Linked DNA regions of Mus musculus: region 1 is linked to region 2. A link is a contact called in public ChIA-PET data. All regions are on one chromosome and are shown on one strand. The core of a region is the stretch at or near the end of the contact, and the rest is flanking DNA. Distances in the headings are between cores, read along the strand shown.

Region 1 (3,946 bases), core at 1,355-3,854, 89 kb before region 2:
GTAAGAGCTCCAGTTGTGAATGTCCATTCCCATGTCACTTAGAGTCCAAAGCATGTAATTCCGTCACACTTTACACATTCTCGGACTTAAAACTCTTGACCCACTGCCACAGTTCCCAAACAGGAATCCACTTTAGGATTTTCGGGGGGGAAATCTCTAGCACCTGCAGTAGATTTGGGGTGTGTTATATCACAGAGGAAAATGTACATTTGGCATGAAGTCATTTCTAGCTAGGCATTGAGGGTGTCTCCAGTCCCAGATCTTCAGGGAAGCCTGGCCCCCTGAGCAGAGCTGGTCTCCAGGGAAGGCTCAGTTAGTGTTCCTGCACATGGGCGAAGGGAAGACGAGCAACTGTAACAAGTAAGCTGTCTTCGATTTCCTAAGACTTCATTTCAGAGTTCCCAGCAAAGACACAAGCTAGGTGACACTGTAAGCCTCCATCCGTTTTAAACGCTGACGGGAAGAATCCAGAACAGAGGCCATGTCTATAGAGAGCGCGTAGGTGTGGACGTCGGCTACTTTTTCTGTTACCTTACAGACAGAACTCACTGTGTCCATCAGAAGGGCAACCTCCTCGCTGTGGTTGACAAGCAGGAGATTCTCTTTATATCTTTAGGAAACATCCAAAGATTGAAAACCATTTTCCAATGCCTCGTTTCATAAGTTCCTAACGCACAGCTTCCGTAGCCTTAAGTCATACTTCGTTGACACAGTGCCGGGGTGGTGGGTTCAGCGAGAACTCCCACAAGCTGGCTGTTGAGTAAGATCAAACGCAGGGCATGAACGACGGCATCTGCTGTTGATCAGGGGTCTGGTATTGTAGACGTGGAGCGTCAAGGCCGTTCTGACAACTATGCAATGGCTGGTGGGTGATTTCTCTGAAATTTGAGGCCTTTGCTGGGCTGAGTGAAGGTTTAGCATATATAAAACTTCTGTTTCCCATTGTCATGGATGAAAACGCCCCATCCAGCTGTGCACATCCTCCTCGGTCTAAGCTCTGAGTTACCCTTCTGCTTCCCTGCTTAATTTGTGGAATCCGTATGTGAGGTTAGTGATGCCCTGGGAACCACTTCCTAGTAAAGGCTACAGAGGTGCTATAATTGTTACTGATGGAGATTACGCTTTGGACCTGCGGAGAACACTGGCTTTATTAAACAAATCAAGATTACTATGTTCTTTGTGGAACCAAAAGCTAAATGGGCAGCGTTTGTGAAAATTATGAGTGTCATCTACAAACACAGCAAAGAGCTTTGAAAATGGGGTAGAAATTCAGACTGTGAGTATCCGTTTAGAAAGGACTTTTGGGGAGGCCAGTTTTGTCAGAATAATCACGCATCCTTTAGATTCAATATTTAGCAAATATTGAACAAATCAGCTGAACAGTTTAGAAGTAAAAGAAATTAAATGGGTAAATGAGCTGTCATTTACAGTGGACCCAAGACCAGTGTCTTTGGCTGTCCAAGAGAAAGGGTTGTTTGTTTGTTTGTTTGTTTTTTCCTAACTATAAAAACTGTCTCCGGATAACATCCAGGATAGCATTAATGTTGATAGCTTCTTGCTGGTCTGGGGCACTCACTATCATCTTGTTAAAATCCTCATCTGTAGCACCGAAGACTTCTCATACTGCTGTTTATCTGCTCTGCTGAGTCCCGTTCCTCTCTTTGGTGGTTTATTTAGTCAGTAAGCTTGGACAAGCTTCCCTTGGTTGTCTTGTAGTCTTTAAATGATCCATCGAGTTTTCTCTTCCACGAGTTTGCAACTTTTACATTAAGTTTGGGAAGTTAGCAGGAGCTAGCCTCAGGGCCTTAGAGCCTTAGCATAAGGAATCAGACAGTCCCCATGGAGAGGCCTGAGTTCCTCCTCCACCTCTTTAAAGGCTCTGATCTCAACACCAACTCTGGGTAGCATCATGCCCTGGGACAAGCCTTTGTCAATGCAGCTTCTAATTGTCATCTCTGCATAGGCGGACATTAGCTTTAGTTGACTAAGAGCCTGTATCACCTTCACTATCAAATGTAGCTTTAAGGAAGGGGGTATCTAAATCATTTGTGGGTACACCTACACCAAGGGTTCTTGCCACTTGCTTCAGATGTGCAGAGGGCACCCGCTGCTTCCTGTACTGTATTGCAAGGTCTGGATGATAATAATAAGAAGTGCAGTGGACTACTGATGAGCTGTTGTCAATTACATCTGGAGCATTCGTTCAATATGATGTTGAAAGGGGTGTTTCTTGTGTGTGATCCAAGGTCTGGGAAGTCTGGCCTAGGAAATCTCCAGTGTCGGGAACCTAGCTGTTGTGCATATGTGGAAACTAAGGACTACAATGCTGACCTCCGCCGTAGCAGTTCTCACATGTAATTACATGAGGGCCTAGAATTAGCCTAGTCAAGTGTCCCTTTTTTCTGCCTGCTTATGTGATTGCTGTTTTCTTCAGCTTAGTTTACCACCTGATACCAGCAGTCAAACACTTAGGATTGTTTCAGCCTTCTGCTGGCTCTTTCCCTGTGTGGGCATCCATTTAAGGCTGGGGTGCTACTCAAGTCATAGTGGTTTCCTGTGTGGTCCCCTGACTATTAAGTCAGCCTGCAAAAGGTGCCGCTTCTGGCAGAACTCCCTGTTAAAGCTGACTACCCTGATTTCCCCACATGCCTTGAGTTTGTTGTCTAGAGGTCTGAAGATGTTGTCAAATTGACTTGGTTTGCTTTTCCACGTCATTCTGGCAGTCAGACACATTGTTTTCGTGATGCAAAACCTAGTCCTCTGTCAACTTTTAGAATTACCCTGAGCCGTTCAGCGTTGGTTGGAAGTAGACTTGAGTTAAAAATATCTCAGGATGCAGCTGTGCCCTGTCATTGGTGAGGAAAATGTGGTTGCCGGGCTGGTGTAACTGAATGTGGCGTTTTCGTCAGTGATTGGGTAGGTCCGGAGTCCCAGTGTCCAAGGCTCGATAGTTCACAGTGGTGCTTTCCTGGTGTATCCTTCATTTTCGAAATTAAAATGCCTGCTTCTCACAAGTGTTTAACCTCAGGCACAGATCTTGCCAAGAGAATGATGGCCCTGGAATGAGCTGTCAGGGGACTGAGACCAGGGACCTGTGGAGGGGAGCAGAGTTTTACATTTGATAAGGCCCCATTTCTCATCAGCCCATTTGTGGGTGTTGAGCCTCTCGTGGTATCAAGAAAAGTGTAGCTGTTTCTACAAGTCCTTAGCCCTGTTCCTCGTCGGTCACAGCATTTAGGGGACTGTCACCATGTGTTTCCTAAGGCTTCCCTATGGTAGAGAGTGGAGGAGTAAAAGCATGCTGATCTCTTGGTCAGGTGGTGAGGGAAGCGCGTGCCTCTGCCAGTCGCTAGTGGGCTGTTCCTGTAGACTGCCCCTTACCCTTCAGTGATCTGCACCGAGGCCATGCCTTCGTCAGGATGACAAGGAGACAGGTTACTGCAGTCTTACTTGGTGCAGCTGGATGCATGGCATCAGGTGGTCGGCACTGGCACAATTGGATTGTGGTTTTCTCTCAGTCCAGTAATGATTCTTGAATGATTTGCTGTCAACACAAAATCTAAACAATAACTCCTAAACTTAGGAATCTGCAGGTGTGTGGTTTCTGCGTATCCCTGCCATTTAATGACTTGTGCCTCTTCTGCAACTGAGAAAGTGGACAAAACTCCTGGGAAGGTGTGAATTATGTCCAGAACGCAAACATGACCCTCATTTGAGTTCTGTGTTTTGCGGTACAGGGAGTCAACCATGTATGTGCTCTAGACTAGCCCTGATACCCACTGGCTACCTCCTTAGTTTCTCTATAGATCAGTTGACTTTTTTTTTTTTTTTTTTTTTTTTTGTAGTTTGAAGGTCATTTTTGGTGACTTAGAATTTGAAGTGTATAATTTCCTCAGTGCGGTATCATCTCGCAGTACAGGTCTGTGTTAGTCTGTGACAGCTTTCA
Region 2 (3,819 bases), core at 131-2,630:
AACTCACCTCACCAACACTGAAGGGGCACTTTGGACAACATTTAACAGCCACTATATGTATATATATTTCTGTGTAATATGTTGAAGTTTATTTGGAGTTTTAAACAGAGGGCCCATTCTGTTCATAAGTGGCATACCGCCACCATGGGAAAACTAGCTACAGTATTCTGTCATTAACAACAAACTAAAACAGTGTATTGCAATCAATTCTTTTGCAACCTTAGAAACCAGCTTTTAATACGGTATGAATATATTCTACTTTATCTGCCCAGCACAGGAGTGTGTGACCGCTTTTATCAAAAAACCTGAATGGCTGCAGCTTTTGCCTTCCGATCCAAGTTTTTGAAGGGTGACTGTGAATGTTTGAGAAACGTTTCTGTAACCACTCTTTGCAAATCCCAAGAACCTGAGGGGCTCGGGTTAGCGGTGGATTTGGTCCTGTCCTCTCCTGGGCTCTGCTAGCAGTCCTCCGTGTCAAGCTACGGGAACAAGGGAGGTGAACAGAAACAGGACTTACACGTTTGATGCTACTTTAGAAACTCTCCAATAACTTGAATCTGACTGAGAAAGCAATGCTGACGAAGATGAAAACTCTCAATCCCACCCTGCGCCCAGGGTTATTTATGTACAGTTTCAGGAGACACTTTTGTCACCAAAAGGATTGTTCGATATAACCGCAAACTTCGGTGGGTTTCCTGTCCCCCAGACTATGCCCATTCGATAACTGTGAGAAGCCCTCACCTTAAGATCCGTATGTGACATCCACTTTGATTTAGGGAGATTTAAGAAAACGGGATGGCACTAAGAAAAAGTGTAGCGCAGGAGTACCTCACTCAACCTAAGCAGCAACAGAACTGCGGCGGCGGCCCAAGGGGACCCTCCAAGCTGGTGGAATCCGCCATTTCCCACGGCCTGTTTGGGTCACCCTGGGTCACCGCGATGTGCCCTAAGACCTCCGGGTCTGGAGGTCCGCCTCAGGGTGTCCCTACGCGGGTTGGCCGCTCCCCGGTAGCCGCGGCTCGCGGGGACACCTGTGAGGACCTTGCGAGACCGGCAGGCTCTGTCTGGGTTGGAGAAGGGCAAGCGGGCGGGCCAACTGCCGAGGCCAGGCGCGGCCTCCACCGGTCCGTCACTCACCCTGGCTGCGGCCGCGGGTCGCTGCCCGGCCGCCACCGAGCCTGCACAGCGCCGCCCAGCTGCACCTGTGCGCCGCGGCGGCGGCGGCCAAGCCCGGAAACATCCTGGCGGGGCAGAGGCCCCCACTCGGACACCACCTCCTGCCTCCGAGCCGCCTGCCGCGCCAACTGACTCCATAGACCGGACCCCGGCGAGCACGGATGTGTGCGCCGCGGCCGGCGGCCTCGGCGACCCGGAAGTCATGGGGGTGTGGCGCGACAGCGGAAGTGACGGAATATGCCAGCGGGGGCGGGGTGGGCGGTGCTTCTGGCCAGCACCGGGCCAGGACGGTGTGCGCTGCCGACTGTGCTGGGCATTTGTGAGTCCGTGTCGTGTCCCGGGAGACAGTCTTACGAAGCGCCGCCGGGGCGTGGGAAGCAGGAGGAGAAGGCAGGGTTTAAGCCTCTGTCCCCTTTCCTTTTGAACCCTCGGCACCGCTCTGTCCAACACCGTGGTCACCTTGCTGATCACTCAACCTCCGCTTCTCGGTCGTAGTATAACAAAATTAGAGGCGTGCATAAAATTTGAAGTCGCGGTACTATGTGTACGCGAAGATGGAGCAGTTTTTCAAACAGCCTGGTCCCAGAGAGAAAGAAACCTGAACACATTCGCCTGTTTTAACCATTACCATGTCAGGTTCATTCAGTTCTTAGCTTAAGCCTTCTTTCACCACCCTAATTATAATTAACGTGGTTCTCATTTTTAAATAGTTACCCTGTACACTTTTCTTCAAAATACCACTACTGAAATTATTGTCCCCCCGGAATAGAGAATAGCTATATGGACACTGGATCCTGTGCAGTATACGTATACTACTATATTCCAGGGGCTAAGTCAATACCTGTCTGGCCAGATAAATAGAATGGGATGCATGTCCAGTTGTTTTAAAGATTAATTTAAATCGCTTAGTGAAAGTACTGTAAAATAAAATTTTAAATGGAAAATGAGTGCACAGGGCCGAGGGAAGGTATAGGGAACTTTCGGGATATCATTTGAAATGTATATAAAGAAAATATCTAATAAAAAAATAAAGAAAATGAGTGCAAATCAGTAAATGGGGAGGAAACCCACCACTTTGAGTGGACTTGAGGCTCCCTTCACAGGAGGGAATCCACCTCTGGTAAGGTTAAGCAGGTCAAAAGCCCATGGCTAACAAGGTTGTGGTCTCTAGTAAAAGGCTATTGCAGCTATTTGGATAAATATATTATGGTCTGACACCCCTTCCCCCATAACTGTAGCCATTTTGTTCCATGCTTGCCAGTTATATTACTACTCTAACATGCCTGCCACTCACTGACCAAGAAGTGACTTGGCTCAAGAACATGCTGACCACATAACCATGGTTTTGTCCTGTATGTTCTGAATGTTATGTATGAGGTTTGCTAATCTTAAGAAATTCCATCAAATCAAAGGTCAACACGAACTGTTCTGTGTAAAACGGCTTGAGTTAGAGCTGACCACCGGACAGCCCTTCCTGCACCTACATATGAGCTCACTGTGGTTTTTGTGGCTGACAGTGAAGAATGCTTCTAATAAGCTAAAAAGTTATAACACTCATGCTCTGTTATCTCGATGTCCTGAAATTCCCCTGTTCACCATGCATCCCGACACTTTCCTTACCTTACTCAGGACCCATCAGCTGATATACTTTGCCTCGTGAGCCTTCCTTGCCCTTTAAACTTCTGTACCTTGTTTTTTGGGTTTTGTTTTGTTTTGTTTTGTTTGTTTGTTTGTTTGTTTGTTTCGAGACAGGGTTTCTCTGTGCAGCCCTGGCTGTCCTGGAACGCGCTCTGTAGACCAGACTTTCCTCGAACTCAGAAATCCACCTGCCTCTGCCTCCCAAGTGCTGGGATTAAAGGCGTGCGCCACCATGCCCGGCCTGTACCTGTTTTTTTGTTTGTTTGTTTGTTTTTCCTATAGAAAGTCTACTATGAGAGCAGACTGGTGCCACAATTAGGTTTTTCCTTCTTGTGGACCTAGGCATCCAGTGTTATGGTGTGTGTTCAATAAACTATTCTTGCTTAACTGCGATGGTGTGTGTGGCAAATTCCTGAACCCCAACAAACGGATAGGTTATTCTGGTTAAATTGCCTTCTAAAGTGTGTGCCCATAGAGTAGTGCTACTGTCAGCTTTGAACAGAGCAGCTGTTTGTTTGTTTGTTTGTTTTCTTTTGCAATGGTCAATGGTAACTGCAGAAACGCCTAACTGATCAATAAAACTGAGAATAAATGACTGTTGAATGCCTAGCCATAAACTGAAACATTTGTATCACTTCTTCCAAAGGCCAGGGAACATTCTGGAAAAAAGGGGCGGATGAAAAGTAAAAACCAGAGGAAGTGCAGGGAAGTAGTGGAAAACACGGACTTCCAGTATGACATCGTTGGTGCCTTCTTGAACTCACACTTGCTGTGATTACTCTCAGGAGACTGGGCACATCAACACTGTGTCTGGGGAAAGAGAAGGGGCTCCTGGGGTCCTGCCCTCCCCTGAGAGTTTCTACACAATGGTTGATGGGGGAAGGGAGAGACATTTGAAAGCAAAATTTCACCCATTCACCTGTAAACAACCCTAATGAAACTCATGAGATGGCACTCACAGAGACAGGCACACGCACATCAAAGCAGAATGGAAAAGCTCACTGG

The links. ChIA-PET counts read pairs in DNA pulled down with a chosen protein or histone mark.
Region 1: an RNA polymerase II ChIA-PET map of effector CD8 T cells shows a contact between it and region 2, with 82 read pairs. The contact joins the enhancer-like site here to the promoter of Slc30a9 in region 2. A contact is called at or near these places in 5 of 39 promoter capture datasets (the C10 cell line, the HPC-7 cell line, embryonic stem cells and 1 more), 6 of 484 Hi-C or Micro-C datasets (cortical neurons, erythroblasts, granulocyte-monocyte progenitors and 3 more), 4 of 115 datasets of contacts at active chromatin or transcription factors (CD8 T cells, the HPC-7 cell line, effector CD8 T cells and 1 more) and 1 of 9 other capture datasets (adipose tissue).

The regions. Positions count from the first base shown.
Region 1 is chr5:67,394,254-67,398,199 of GRCm38.p6, reverse strand. Bend4 (BEN domain containing 4) reads left to right here. Exons shown (of 5, transcript NM_001164806.1): 5 at 1-3,946. Among named protein-coding and RNA genes, the nearest start is that of Gm33345, 9.2 kb to the left of the region's middle. Within about 2 kb of position 2,604, at least 106 of the 459 cell types and tissues checked have an H3K27ac peak or open chromatin away from gene starts, as enhancers often do. A contact at or near this core is called in CD8 T cells, the HPC-7 cell line, effector CD8 T cells and 3 more, where this site is marked.
Region 2 is chr5:67,304,516-67,308,334 of GRCm38.p6, reverse strand. Slc30a9 (solute carrier family 30 (zinc transporter), member 9) reads right to left here and starts at 1,380. Exons shown (of 18, transcript NM_178651.4): 1 at 1,138-1,380. The coding sequence starts at 1,240. RefSeq lists a cis regulatory region at 1,009-1,732.